2 separate regions of the Mus musculus genome follow, and region 2 is linked to region 1. Evidence: chromatin contacts called from public promoter capture Hi-C data. All regions are on one chromosome and are shown on one strand. The core of a region is the stretch at or near the end of the contact, and the rest is flanking DNA. Distances in the headings are between cores, read along the strand shown. Region 1 holds the start of Septin3 (septin 3). Region 2 holds the start of Cyp2d22 (cytochrome P450, family 2, subfamily d, polypeptide 22).

Region 1 (6,662 bases), core at 2,138-4,637:
ACAACAGACACATTTGCAGCCGAGGTAGCCCTTTGGAGGTATGCTCGGGATCTGGGAATACCCCTGGGCCTGCACTTGCCTCTTCCTGGAGAGGCTCTGGAAGGGACTTGTCCCATGGGACCTGGCCCCGGGAGGCTTGACGAACTCTGAATGAACTGAGCTTGGAAAGGTAAAGTCAGGCATGAAGACACCAGAGGTTTATTCCCTGTGGGTGTTCTGCTGGCTTTGGTAAGTTCTGGGTTCCCATGGCCTTCAGAGGAGGTCCTGACCTGTGGCACATGAGCCATGAGTGGCAAACTTGAAGCAGACAGCCTCCCTTCTCTGTGGGTGACAGCCTCCTTGTGCAAACTGGGCAATTCTTCCCAATGAGAAAGTGAGGCATCTAAGGGCCGCGTTTGGACATTCTGGTGTATTGTTAAGGAAATAGAGCTGAGTTTCCTGGGCATAAAGCTATTGGGAGGCATGGAACTCAGGGACCCCGTGGCAGTGCCCTGTTGGGACATACTACAGGCCCTGGATCTAATGCTTGGCTGTTTGGAATTCTCTAGGACACTGCTTTGGGGGAAGGCATCCAAACGCCCAGTCTTCTTGATGACAGGGATGAGGGGGGACACATCTGCAGTGAGCTTTTGGTGGGTGTGGTGCCCCAGCATGTGGCTGTGAGAGAAAGATGTTCTGGGGCCTGGAGCCCTGTGTGGCTGCATCTCCGGAGGAGCAGGTGCGAAGGCGTGGTTCATCCAGGCTGTCCAGCTTTCCCTAAGGCAATCACAAGGGAGGAGGGAGGGACAAGGACAAAGTCTCAGCTCTCAACCAGCAGGTGGCGCTGCCAGCCTGAGGGAACCTAGCGTGAGGGCCTTAGGGGAGTTTGTGTTTTCCTATGGCCCAACAGCTTCCACCTGCTGCAGATTGACACACACCTCATACAGCTGCCCAGTCTGCAGCCACATTATAGGCACTGCCATCAAACAACTTGCCCCTGACATCAGAGAACCCAGCATGGAGTTTAGCTGTCTCTTTTCCCTGGTTCCGGAGGGTGGATGCTCTCCCTGGACAGCTCTGTGGAGGTTACATATGAATTCAAGGACTCTGGAGGAAGGCAATCTTGCCTGTCTCTTGCAGAAACCACCATAGCAATGAAAACAAGAGTCCAGGTATCTGGGTCAGAGACTGTGGGATGTCCAGGTGGCCTGAGAACAGAGTCTGAACCGGGAGTCCCTGCACCCCACTAGGAAAGAGCCCCTGAGCTGGAGTATTGCTGGTGAGAGACATTTGGGGGAAGCCTGAATAGGGTGGATGTCAGCTGAAGGAAACTGTGCCTGGCATCAGGCAGCTCCTAAGGACAGCCCACAGATGAGAAGGGAGAGCCTCCTTTTGAAAGCCCCAGCACAGGACTTCCAGGCTCTGCTTGGCAGAGTAGAGATAAGGCTGAAGGTGAACAGGGTCCAGGAGAGGCTGCAAAGCTGTTCGGGTCCTGCAAGATAACTTGATGCTCGCTGCTCTTAGGAACAACCATTTCAAAGACAGCTTGAAAGGGGAAATGTTGGGAACGGATCTGAGAGTACTGGATCCGTGGGGCGTGACTGAAGGACTCTGAGGTCTGGGCAGTGGGTCAGGGATGAGGTTGGAAAAGGCTGCCTGGGGGCAGGGAGTTGAGAGAAAAGGGGGTCCCCAGCTCGATGATCCAGTGTTGACAGGTGACAGGTTGACAGGTAGTCGAACCATACTCCCCAAGGTGGTCTCCAGGGTCCCCAGGGGGCTGACTGGTGCTGCCTCTGGGACAAAGTTATCTCCATTACTTTCAACACCACAGGCCAAGACTGGCCGGGGGGGGGGGGGGGAGGGCAGGGGAGAGGCGGGGGAGGTGAGGGCTGCCAGTAGAGAGTGGTATCGCATCCGTCTCTCTGAAGTTTGGAACAGGAGAAGCAGGATGCAAGGGGGCTCTTGTTCTGCCTTAAGGGATGGCTTTAGCCTATCATCTCTGGCCATGTATTTCTCTCAACTGTCCAGCCTCTCTGCCTCTTCTCCATTAGGCATATCCCTGCCGCCCTGACCTCTCTTGCCCACTGTTCCCACCACATGCACCTGGGCACACCGTGTTCACCCTTCGCTTAGCCACAGACCCAAGGACCAGAACTCCTGAGGTCACCTTGTTCTTGTGTCACTAGATCCTTGCCTCCTCAGTGAGCCCCGTGTCCTGTGAACACCTTGGTTCTACCCTCCCCACATACCCACACACACACACACACACACACACACACACAAACAGGCAGGCACACCTACCTGGATCAGAAGACAGAAAAGAAGCCGGTGGTTTTCAGTCAAGGAAGCTGACCTCTTGCAGACCCCACCCACTCCTCTGCACCCAGAGGCTAGCCATGTGGCCGGGCTCAGAGACCTCTCTTCTCTGGGTCCTCTCTTGAGCTTTCACTAAGCCTCCTGATCATAGTCCACTAGCTGAGGGCCCAGTTCTCCCCTGACCTGTCCCTCTCGCTGGACTGGGCTCCGGGCAGGGAGGCTCTGGCCTCTTGAGAGTGGGTGGCAGTGAATGGCTGCTCTGAGTCTCTGGAATCCTACAGAGCTATGGGCGTCAGCCAGCTGAGCTGCCCTATACGCGCAGAGCCACCTAGGGAGGGGATGGCACATAACCCATGTGTCCTTGTCTCCAAGACTGGACCCTTGAGAAGTGTCACCAGTAAGAGAGAACTGAGCTACTCCAACGGTGATGTCCCTGTTTGTCTCATGCCCTCCCACTTTCCCTCTGCAACCACCTAAGACTTTGCTGACCCCAGGGCCATCTGTGTCCATGCTCCTGCGGTTGTGCTTCATGTTGGGATTTCTGTGTATACAACTGTACCCTTCAAATCCATTCTCTGAGACCCATCCTGCTTCAGACAGATCCTCTGCTAAGTAAGACTCGGGGTATGAAGCTAGCCAGCCCCGGGCCAGACCTCAAAGAAATCCACAGACCTACCCCAGCTGTCTCTGGTGAGGCAGATCCTCAGCAGCCTGTGGCCACTGGGCTAAGAACCTTTTCCTGGGTTCCCCAGCACCAGGCTGCTCTGTCACATGATAGTATGAGAAGGACCGTGGTGGGAAGAGACGCCATTGGCTGGGTACTTACTCTGTGCCAGGGACTGAGCCAGGCTGGAGAAACTCAGAGTCTTCTGCCAAAGCCAGGCCCGTAAGCAGATGGGCACAGCATCTCAGCCACAGAGTGCAGGCCACAGACGTGCCCTAAACACTCACTCTGAGCCAGGAGCCAAGCCCAACGTTCTCTTGGCATGTCCTCGACCCATCATCTTGCCACTTCCTTTCTGCCATACCCCACAACACTGGGGGCTCTGGCCTGCTTTCCTGTGAGCTGCTCGCCTTGGCGAGTGAGCTTCTGGCCGGCCAATAGAACTTTCTGTGATAATGGAAATGTTCTATGTGTCCACTGTCCAATAAAATAGCCACCAGCCACAGGCGGCTCCCGAGCACTTACCACTATTCTATGATGACCAAGGACCTGGATTTTTTTTTTCAATTTTATTTCATTTGAATGTCCATCTACCATATTGGACAGCAAAGTCCTGAAAGACGCAGATCTTATCCTTCTCTGGGTCCCAGGGCCTAACAAGAATCACTCAGCATGTTTCTCACAGTGACTGAATGATGAACGTGTGGGCCCAGGATCCTCTTCTCTTCTCATCCCATTCTCATCCCTCTGAGCCTTAGGTTGCCATAGCTGGCTATGCCCTGGTTACCAGGCAACCTGCAAGCAATCACAGTGGAGGGGGAGGGGCGCTGTCTGAGTTCTTTCCCCTCCCTACATGTTTTGAGGCCCTGAGAAAAGAAAGAGGTGGCAAAATCAGCCTGGACACCCTGGGGAGCCGGCTCTGTAGGGCCTACACTGCCTTATTACCTCCTGGAGATCAAGCAGCTGGGTGGGGCTGAAGTCAGGGGCCCTGGGTTCTCCTTGCCTGACCACTCATTATAAGACTCCTGTCCAATAGGCCAGGAGGTGGTGGCACACACTTTTAATCCCAGCACTAGGAGGTAGAGGCCGGTATCAGTAAGTTCCAGAACAGCCAGGGCTTTACACAGAAATCCTGTCCCGGAAAAAAACAAGCAAACAAAAAAACCAAACCTAACAACAATAACAAAACCCTCCTAGTTCTCAGCTGTCTTCTCAGTTAGAGATTAGATGCCCTGAAGTGATTTCTTCCAGCCTGAAGATCTAGAATCCACCCCGCCTCCCTCCTTTCAGAGCAAGACCCGCGTCCCATCCATCTCTGTCTTTCGCCTGCTGGTCTGCCTCCTTTCCCTCCAGGGTTGACTGACCATCTCTGAGCAAACCTCTTGTCATTTTTTCTATCTGCAGCCGCTGTAGCCGAGACATTTGTACTCAGCGTCATGTATATAGGTATAGAATACAGTCCTATACATCGAGTACTTACTGAGAATAATTCAAAGGAATTGATCCATTTTGCCTGGGGATTGGTATAGTGACAGAGCTCCCGGCTGACGTGCATAAAACTCTGAGTTCAGTCCCCAGAGCCACAGAAACAACAAAACAGAATAACACCAAATAGATAACATTAATTTGAAAAAAAGAAATTTATTTTAAAATAATTCTTTGGTACACGTAAAAGTTTACCATTTGTTAAAGACAAAGGCAAATTTGCATATTAATGAGGTAGAGATGTTCGTTTGTTTTTATGAAACTAAATCTTAGCTGTTTCAGTGGGTTTTTTCCTAGAACTGATGGATATTTTGATTGTATCATTGGCAATGCTCAGACTGCCATTTTGCATAAATTAAAATAATAGCAAATGGCCTGTATTCAGAAATTGTTAGAAATGTGTTACCCTACTCCCAAGTCAGATCTCCCTTAGTCTTCTTCTGAAACTCCAGACAGCAGCTGAAGCAGATGTTTTTGTTTTAGATGGGGTCTTACATATACCAAGTTGGCCCTAAACTTCCAAAAATGACCTTGAACTGGTGTCCTCGGGCCTCCAGTGATGGTGGCTGCGATTACGGGCGGGCTCTGCCACACCTGGTTTATGCACAGCCATGGACTGAGCTAAGTTTCTACTTAGCCAATAAGGAGCAACTGGAGGAAAATGCTGACTTCGTTTTCCATCATGTTTCTACATTAGCAGCAAAGACATTGCAATTTACAATGTACCATAGCGTCTGTGAGCTTTTAGGTGGTATTCCTCGGCAGTGTATGGCATGCGTCGGTCAAAGTGTGCACATCGAACGTTCAATACTAACACACAAGAGTTGGCAGAAACAGCCCAGATTCATTTTGAGTTCGATGATTCAGGGTTGTTGTGCATTCAGAAACCTTTTGCTGCTGGGCGGTGGTGGCGCACGCCTTTAATCCCAGCGCTCGGGAGGCAGAGACAGCCGGATTTCTGAGTTCGAGGCCAGCCTGGTCTACAAAGTGAGTTCCAGGACAGCCAGGGCTATACACAGAAACACTATCAAGAAAGAAAAGAAAAGAAAAAGAAAGCTTTTGCTGTTGCCCAGTTTTCTCCACTCCCACATTTATTTTCTGGTGGCCACCCACAGTTTCCAAACGTGGGGCTTAGCAGAGTTGGTTGCCGCAGCCCCACCTCAATTACAAACTTGGGTCCAGCTGCCCTCTAGTGGCCAGAAATGGTACTGTGCACCTGTGCATTTTCCCACCAAACACTGAGACGCTTTCAAGGGTCCTCCAAAAACAGACACCTTCACTCCAATCTTTACGGTGGCCCCCCTGACAAAGAGTGCGTGCTATGATACCTCTCAAACTTGTGTGTTCTGCAGCCACGTGAATTGGAACATCTCTTTGTCTTTCTGGGCCCCACATTGTTCTATAATAGGGGTAGGCTTAGATAGCATGGGTGACAAACTTCCAAAACCCTAGAGGCCGTGACACTAAGAACTAGTTTCTCATTCATGGCTCCTGTCCACAACACCATGAACCAACTATGTCCCACGTCACCTTTGCTCTAGGGCCCTCCAGGTCATTATTGCCAGGGGTTGTGACAAACTGCAGATTAATGAATCCCCTTGCCAGCCACTAATGGCTTTGATTTAATTAGAACTCATTGGCCAGAACAAGCTGGATGAGCCGCCCATTACTAGAAGGCAGGAAGGTAAACTTCTATGGCACACTGAGAGCTGAGGAGCCAGGACTGTTTGGTAAGCAGTGGTATGGACACATTTCAGGCTGAGAGTGACCTCGGGGAGCCTCAAGTCTCGCCCAGCGCTGTTACTGTACACTGCCCTCACTCTATGGGAGCTATGAAAACCGATGACTCTGGAGGTAGGCAGCTTGGTGGTGGATGGTGTGCCTAACATGTAGAGGATGCTGAATTCAGCCATAAACATACAGATCTACAAACACACACACATGCACAAACACATATATGCACACACACAAGCATACACACACACGTTTGCACACACACAGTTGCAGCCTTAAAATTTCTATTTTCAGGCTGGAGAGATGGCTCAGCGGTTAAGATCACCGACTGCTCTTCCAGAGGTCAACTCCTGGCAACCACATGGTGGCTCACAACCATCTGTAATGAGATCTGATGCCCTCTTCTGGTGTGTCTGGAGAGAGCAATGGTGTACTCATATACATAAAATAAATCTTTTTTTTTTTTAATCTATTTGCTTGTCTA
Region 2 (6,437 bases), core at 1,179-3,678, 110 kb before region 1:
ATAAGAAGAGATCAGCTGCAAGCTCAATGATTTTCAAAAATCAATGGGAGACGTTAATTGGATACAGTCCACCATTGGATTAACTACTCATAAGTAATTTGTCTCAAACATTACAAGGAAATTCAGACTTAGACAGTCCATGAACACTAACAAAACAAGAGAAAGGGTTAACTTTAATAGAAAAGAGACTCCAATATGCATATTTGGATTGCATAGATCCCAAACTGGACTATATTTTAGTTATTTGGCTTCTACTCATCCTCCTAGTAGGCTCATTATGCAAAGGGAAGATGGTATTTTAGAATGATCTTCTAGCATACAAAGTAGCTGTTAAAAATAAAAGAAAAAGAATTAAAGAACAAAAAGAAGCACTTACAAAAAGCTACATTTGGCACCTAATGTGGCAGACTGTTTGAAAGAAAAAGAAACAATGGAAGACATGTGGCTACCATTGTGGCTAGGCAGAATGGGAGGCTTGATTTCAAGTACAATAGAGCAGAGAGAAAGGAGCTAGAGAGAGTAGTTGTAGGAGGGAGAGAGAGTATTAGGATTGGGGAGTAGGAAGAAGTAAGGTCCAGGAAACAGAAGAGTAGAGTCAGAGAAGACAGTTGATGCAGGAGGAAAGAAAACTGAACAGGGCTAGAGAGGGGAAGAGATTTTTGAAGAGTGAAAATAGGAGACAGTTGAAAGTGAATTGGGCTAGCAGACTGAGAAGACAGTTGGTGACAGTTGAGCCAGGAGAAGCTGAGCTGAGAGCCAGAGAACATATTGTGAGGAGACAGATAAAAGAACTCACAAAGTATTGGTAAGAATATAAAGGAAAAAATAGGAAGCAAAAAGCAACATTTACAAAAATACGCTACAATCCCCTGTGGTGCCTGCTTCAGCTTCTGCCATGACTGTCCTATGATGGACTGTGACCTAGAAGTGTAAGCTGAAACCAATCCTTCCCCCCCCCCAAGTCACTGTTGATCCAAGTGTTCATGTCACAGCTATACATCGCCTCTTCTGTTTCCTTTTTATTTCTGCATTCCTTTCCTCTTCCCCTCCCCTCCCCTTGCCCTTCTTGTGTAAGTGGTATCTTAGTGTTCCTCTTTGACCCTCCTTTCATCTCTGTTTTATTATTTTTTTTTATTTGTTTTATTTTTTTTTATTTTATTTGATTCCCATTATTTACTTTGGGGATTAAATCAGCATCTTTTAAAACTTATTGTTAGGGTGTGTACATGGAGTTGGGGGAGATGCCATCTAGAGAGGTCAAAGGACAACATCTGGGATTCCGTTCTCATCTCCCTCCTTGTTAAGGCAGGGTCTCCCTTGCTGTTACTGCCACATTACATATCCCAGGATAGCTGACCAGTGAGCTGCCAGGCATAAAACAACACCTTAAACTTACAAAAACCTTATTTGAATAACAAGTTACCTTCTGTAGTATACAGACACAGGACATCTCGTCTAGTCTCTCACCCTTCCCCGCTATACTATCTTTGCCACAGATAGCATGTTTATATGTTTTGTACTCATGAAGACAGACTTGTAACTGGTGTTCTATGCATCGGTTTTCAGGCATACAGACAAAAAGAAAGGCCTTACAACCCGAAGCACGCTAGCACTTTTACCGCGTTGTTACTGCGCCCTGTGCTCATTTCTTCTATGGCTGTGAGTTAACTGGCTAGCATCACTTCGTTTCAGCATGGAGAACTCCCTCTACTGCGCCCTGTATGCTAAGTCCACTGACACCAATGACCTTCTACATTTATCTGGAAATGACCTGCTTACTACTTAATTCCCGAAGGACATTTCTTTATTCTTAACAAAGAACATGTGGATGATGTTCTTCAGGATGTGCGTGTGTTATCCTGTGTGTGGTCTTCCGGTCTCTGTGGTCACTGATGAAAAATTAACTCTTAATCTCAGCATGATCCCCGTGTGTGTAAAGGGTGAATGAATGACTGCTTTTTACATTCTCACTGCAGTTCCCTCTGTCTTCAGTGTCCACAAGAACCATCTGTCGCTCACTGTGGTCCCTAATCCCTCTGGGAGCACAAGCTAAGTCCCAGGGGGCTCTCTGGGTGCTGGGGGAGATAGCAAGGTTTTGACCTTGGACCTGTCAGGGCTGAAGCCTCCTACTCAGAGCCCCGCCTCCTCGTTGCAGTGCCTCCTCCCAGGAAGGCCCCCCCTCCTCCTCCTCCTCCTCCTCCTCCTCCTCCTCCTCCTCCTCCTCCTCCTCCTCCTCCTCCTCCTCCTCCTCAAATCGGTCTCACCTCCCGGGAGTGGATCCGCCTCCTCAGAGTGTCCCCCTCATGCTCAGAGTGGAAGCCTCCTCCCCAGAATGTATCATCCTCCTCAGAGTTGCTCCGCCTCCTTCCCCTCCTCCCCCGCCTCCTCTTCTCCCCCCCCCCCCAACCCCATTCCTCTCCCGCCTCCTCCTCTTCCTCCTCCCCGTCAGAACGTGCCCTCCTCTTCAGAGTTGCTGCTCCTCACAACTCCCCCTCCACCTCAGAGTGAATCCTCCTGAGTTGCCCTTTTTCCTCGAGCTCCTACTCCTCCTGTTCCTGCGAGGCTCCAGACACCTCTTGCCTCTCCTCGGCTGAGTTTCAGAACGCACCGGTAAAGGCAAGGGTTGCAGGGTTGCGGGTCTGCCCATTCGCTGTACAAGGGGTGCGAGGCGGGCCCCCACCCCAACCCCTGCGCTGGGGCTACCTTGGCACTGGAGCGTAGCAGTCCCTCCCCCTGGGCGGGGCTGGAGTGGGCAGAGGGGAACCTCCAAGGGCCTCCGAGTAAACTGTTTTCCATTGTCCCAAGCTGAGGCTAAGATGCTAGAACCTCCTAGAGTCTGATAGAGGGCAGGTTTTGAAGGGCTCATCCCCTAAGACACAGAGCCTGGGAACCCGCCTGTAGCCAGGCCGCAGGGCTGAGAATCTCTGTCCTATAGTAAGCAGAGTGGAGCCTGACCCTGGACCTTTGCATAACCTGCCCTTTGGCGTGCATTCTAGCCTTATCAGGGACAGGCGGTACCTAAGCAAACCAGACCTCTCTCCGAAGACCTCTCTTTTTGCCCTTTGGGGCTCAGCGAAGGTGGGGAAAAGAGGGTGGGGACGGTGAGTGGACCCTGGACCTCACAAACTCTGCTGCACCCCCTGGAACTGGGATGTTGTTGTCAGTGATTGGCTTAGAGGATCCACCCCCATTTAATTAGGAAAAAAAATCTACACTGAGCTGGGCACAAAATCCCAGCACATGGGAAGCAGGAGCAGGAGGATCTCTGTGAGTTTCTATGACAGTCTGGTCTACATGTCTACATAGTGAGTTCCAAAACAGCCAAAGCTACATAGTGAGACTCTGTCTCAAAACAGGAAGGAAGGAAGGAAGGAAGGAAGGAAGGAAGGAAGGAAGGAAGGATAGAAAAAAAGGGAGTGAAATTCCTTGTATGTTCAGTGTAGAAATTCCCTTTTTTTTTCTATCACCAACTAGAATGTACAGTTAATACCTTGTACTCTATCATGGCTGTCCCTACCCAGCAGCCCACCCAGTTCTTGTGGGTGTCAGGGCAGCAGCAGACACTGGAGTATTCTCTCTGTAAACAGCCAAGCATTCCTCGCACCAAGTGTCCTACAGTTCTTGCCTATGTTAACTAACAGACTATTCTAGAGATTTGCTTTCCTTCCCAGCTGTTGGTTTCGTGGGTTTAAACCAGATTCCATACCGTAGCTCAGGCTGGCCTTGAACTTGATGCAATCCTGCTGCTTACAAGTAAACTACCGTGTGTATTTAGCCCTGAAGTTTTGAAAGTGTTACTGCCCACCCACCCCCCAGCTCTGAGGGTGTGAAGGGTCGGAGGTTTTTCCTGCAGGGACTGTCTGAAGGAGCTAGAAAGAGTTGCCTTGGGGCTCCCAAGGAGAACAGCAGAGCAGCTGAACTAAAGGTTTTGGAGTAATTCTTAATGGAACACAATGTTTCAAGAGAAAGTGAATGGAATGTTTTCCAAGTGTTGACAGTGACTAAAGTGGGTCACCAGCTTCTGTGCTCTGTGTTAGGCTTTTATACTGCTATAGCTTGCCCGGTTTCAGACTGCCAGTTCCGTGTGTGATTTCTAAGCTCTAGGGCACAGTTCGCAAGTTCACGCTGATGATGAATCAGAGGTTACGACTTTGAGACAGTTGGGTCCAAGTACATTTTTACTCAGCTACAAACCACCGACCCCTCATCCTATCCAGCTGTCTGGCAGGGAGAGAAGAGGCATGTCCTAAGAGATTTCTCTCCACTGTCAGAAATGCTGTTCAACGGGCAGGGTCGTCTTTTTATTCACAGAAAATACTGGTGGGGGGAATGTGGCAGTTAGCGTCTTGAGCCCTTTGTGCTGTTGCCTGTGTCCTGACAGGCTGTGAGAAGACAACTCTTGGCAGGGGGTGGGGAGGCACTCAACGGAAGACTGTGGTCCTACTAAGTGGGCAGAAGAGGGCCTGTTCAGTGATTATGCTGGGAAGTTTCTTGTGCTCTCAGAAACAGATTGTCAAAAAGGAAGTGTTCCTATTTCTAAGACACCGCACAGGCTTCTGCCCCTTCACTGCCCCATCAGAGTTCTCCTAGATGTAGTCTCTTCTTGCAGGAAAGGGGTGGGGGAGCATTGGAAATATAGTGCGGCCCAGTAGAAGGAGCCCCTGGCTCCCCTCTACTCCTGCAGGGTTGCATACTCCGGGAAGCCACTCACTCAGTTCTCAATGAGCCTGTGACCCTGGTGGGTCTCTTCACTGCCTGTCCTATAACTTAGCAGGCTACACTCTAGTGTCAAAAAGTAGGATTGGGGACCGTGCCACAGAGATTTAGGGTGGACAGATCCTATAAACAGCCCCACTGTCACTCTGGAGCTCTCTGACAAGGCAGGCACCTTCCCACTCTGGGAAGGTGAAGGAAGAGGACCTGTCAGGTCAGGGGAAGAGCCGTGCTTGCTGTGGGCACTGCACTCGTGTCTCTGCCTTTAGACACAGCCACAGCAATGGGAGGTCATGCAACACATTCAGAGGGCCAACGACATTCCTATCTTTCTCGTGAAAGCCTTTTGGCAATATCGGATCGTCTTCCCAAACACATTTCTTGTCACCTTCTTGGAGTTTCAGACTTATAAGCGCTATGAGCCCCCTGTCTGTTTGACTGTCTGTCTGTCTGTCGAGTGGTATAGCAGCAGGCATTACGACAGCAAGGAGGCTTCATGAGTGTGAGTGCTTGGTCAAAACTCTGTGTGTGTGTGTGTGTGTGTGTGTGTGTGTGTGTGTGTGTGTGTGTGTGTGTGTGATATATTCATTAATCCCCTTGAGGCCAGATCTACTTCCTGTGTTTGAATGGTCCCTTCAACGAGAAAGAGGCCAAGGCAGGTGACGTACGTAGACCAGAGTACAGGGGTCACCTTGATTTGAATTTCAGAAGAATTCTGATCTGTTATAATTTGGGGGGGGCGGTGAGAAGTGAAGTAAGAAAGACAGCTTCATCATTTGGAGGTATAGAGAATGAGATTTGTGTGCAGTGTATATATACTCTGTACCTACTTATCATCCACAGAGACAGCCATACAGACGTGGTTCTCCCAGCTAAGAAAGCAGCCAACTTCTTCAAAGTTGCCAAATATTGCAGCTGTCTGGAAAACAAGAGAGAAGGGGTGGGGACAGGATGGGGAGGGAGACGAGCTCTCCCCCCATGGCACTGTGATTTCCACTCAGCGATGTTGATTGTAACTCAACAAAGGATGCTTTTTTTCCTGTTTGGGTCCTCGCCCACAAACAAAGGCGTTTTCATAACGCGCCAATGGAATGTTTCTTGGCTGCAGACAGCCATAGTCTGGCTCAGAGGCTGGGAAGTTTTTAGGTTAGAGTAGTATGAGAAGCTCCTGTTAGTCTTGCTGACTCACAGGCTTGTGCAGATGGTTTGGAGAGCTAGGATCTGCATTCTAGTGGGTCTGGAGTAGAGAGTGACCGGTCTGGGTCACTAGGAAAAGCCTAGAGTCTTCTCTTTAAACGTTGATGATCAAATGAGCTAGTGGGCCTGGGAGCCTTCTGCGGCAGCGTGCAATTGCTAGCATTTGCCAGCCGCTCGCAGTTTAAGGGTATGGGACACGTCTGAGCTGGCTTTTAGCCATCCTGTTTGACGAGAAGCGTGTGGCAAAGTGAAATTGGGCCTGTGGGAGTAGGAGACACCGCACCAGAGGCCAGCCAAGCTATGCTGCTTATCTGATGCTTCAGTTCATACTACCTGTGTTCCTTGATTCTGTGGAGAACCTGGCTCTAGATAAGGTCACAGGCATCCAAGTACTGAATCTCCTGCTGTGAGGCAAACCCTTAATCATGACTTTCTAATTCCCTACACCATCAGTAGCTATTGCCCGGGCCTACAATTTTCTATCATTCCTCCTGAAGACATGTTGAGATGCAAAACACACACACACA

Evidence for each region. Capture Hi-C pulls out chosen DNA fragments and counts their contacts.
Region 2: a promoter capture Hi-C map of pancreatic islet shows a contact between it and region 1. The contact joins the promoter of Cyp2d22 here to the promoter of Septin3 in region 1. A contact is called at or near these places in 7 of 39 promoter capture datasets (the HPC-7 cell line, HPC-7-derived erythroid cells, embryonic stem cells and 3 more), 8 of 484 Hi-C or Micro-C datasets (the G1E-ER4 cell line, bone marrow-derived macrophages, brown adipocytes and 3 more), 5 of 115 datasets of contacts at active chromatin or transcription factors (bone marrow-derived macrophages and embryonic stem cells) and 3 of 9 other capture datasets (adipose tissue, liver and pancreatic islet).

Annotation. Positions count from the first base shown.
Region 1 is chr15:82,265,527-82,272,188 of GRCm38.p6, reverse strand. It overlaps Septin3 (septin 3), which reads right to left and starts at 3,387. Exons shown (of 12, transcript NM_001368785.1): 1 at 3,122-3,387; 2 at 1-756. The coding sequence starts at 737. It overlaps Gm52180 (a long non-coding RNA gene), which reads left to right. Exons shown (of 3, transcript XR_003951511.1): 3 at 6,473-6,650.
Region 2 is chr15:82,376,251-82,382,687 of GRCm38.p6, reverse strand. It overlaps Cyp2d22 (cytochrome P450, family 2, subfamily d, polypeptide 22), which reads left to right and starts at 2,428. Exons shown (of 10, transcript NM_019823.4): 1 at 2,428-2,610.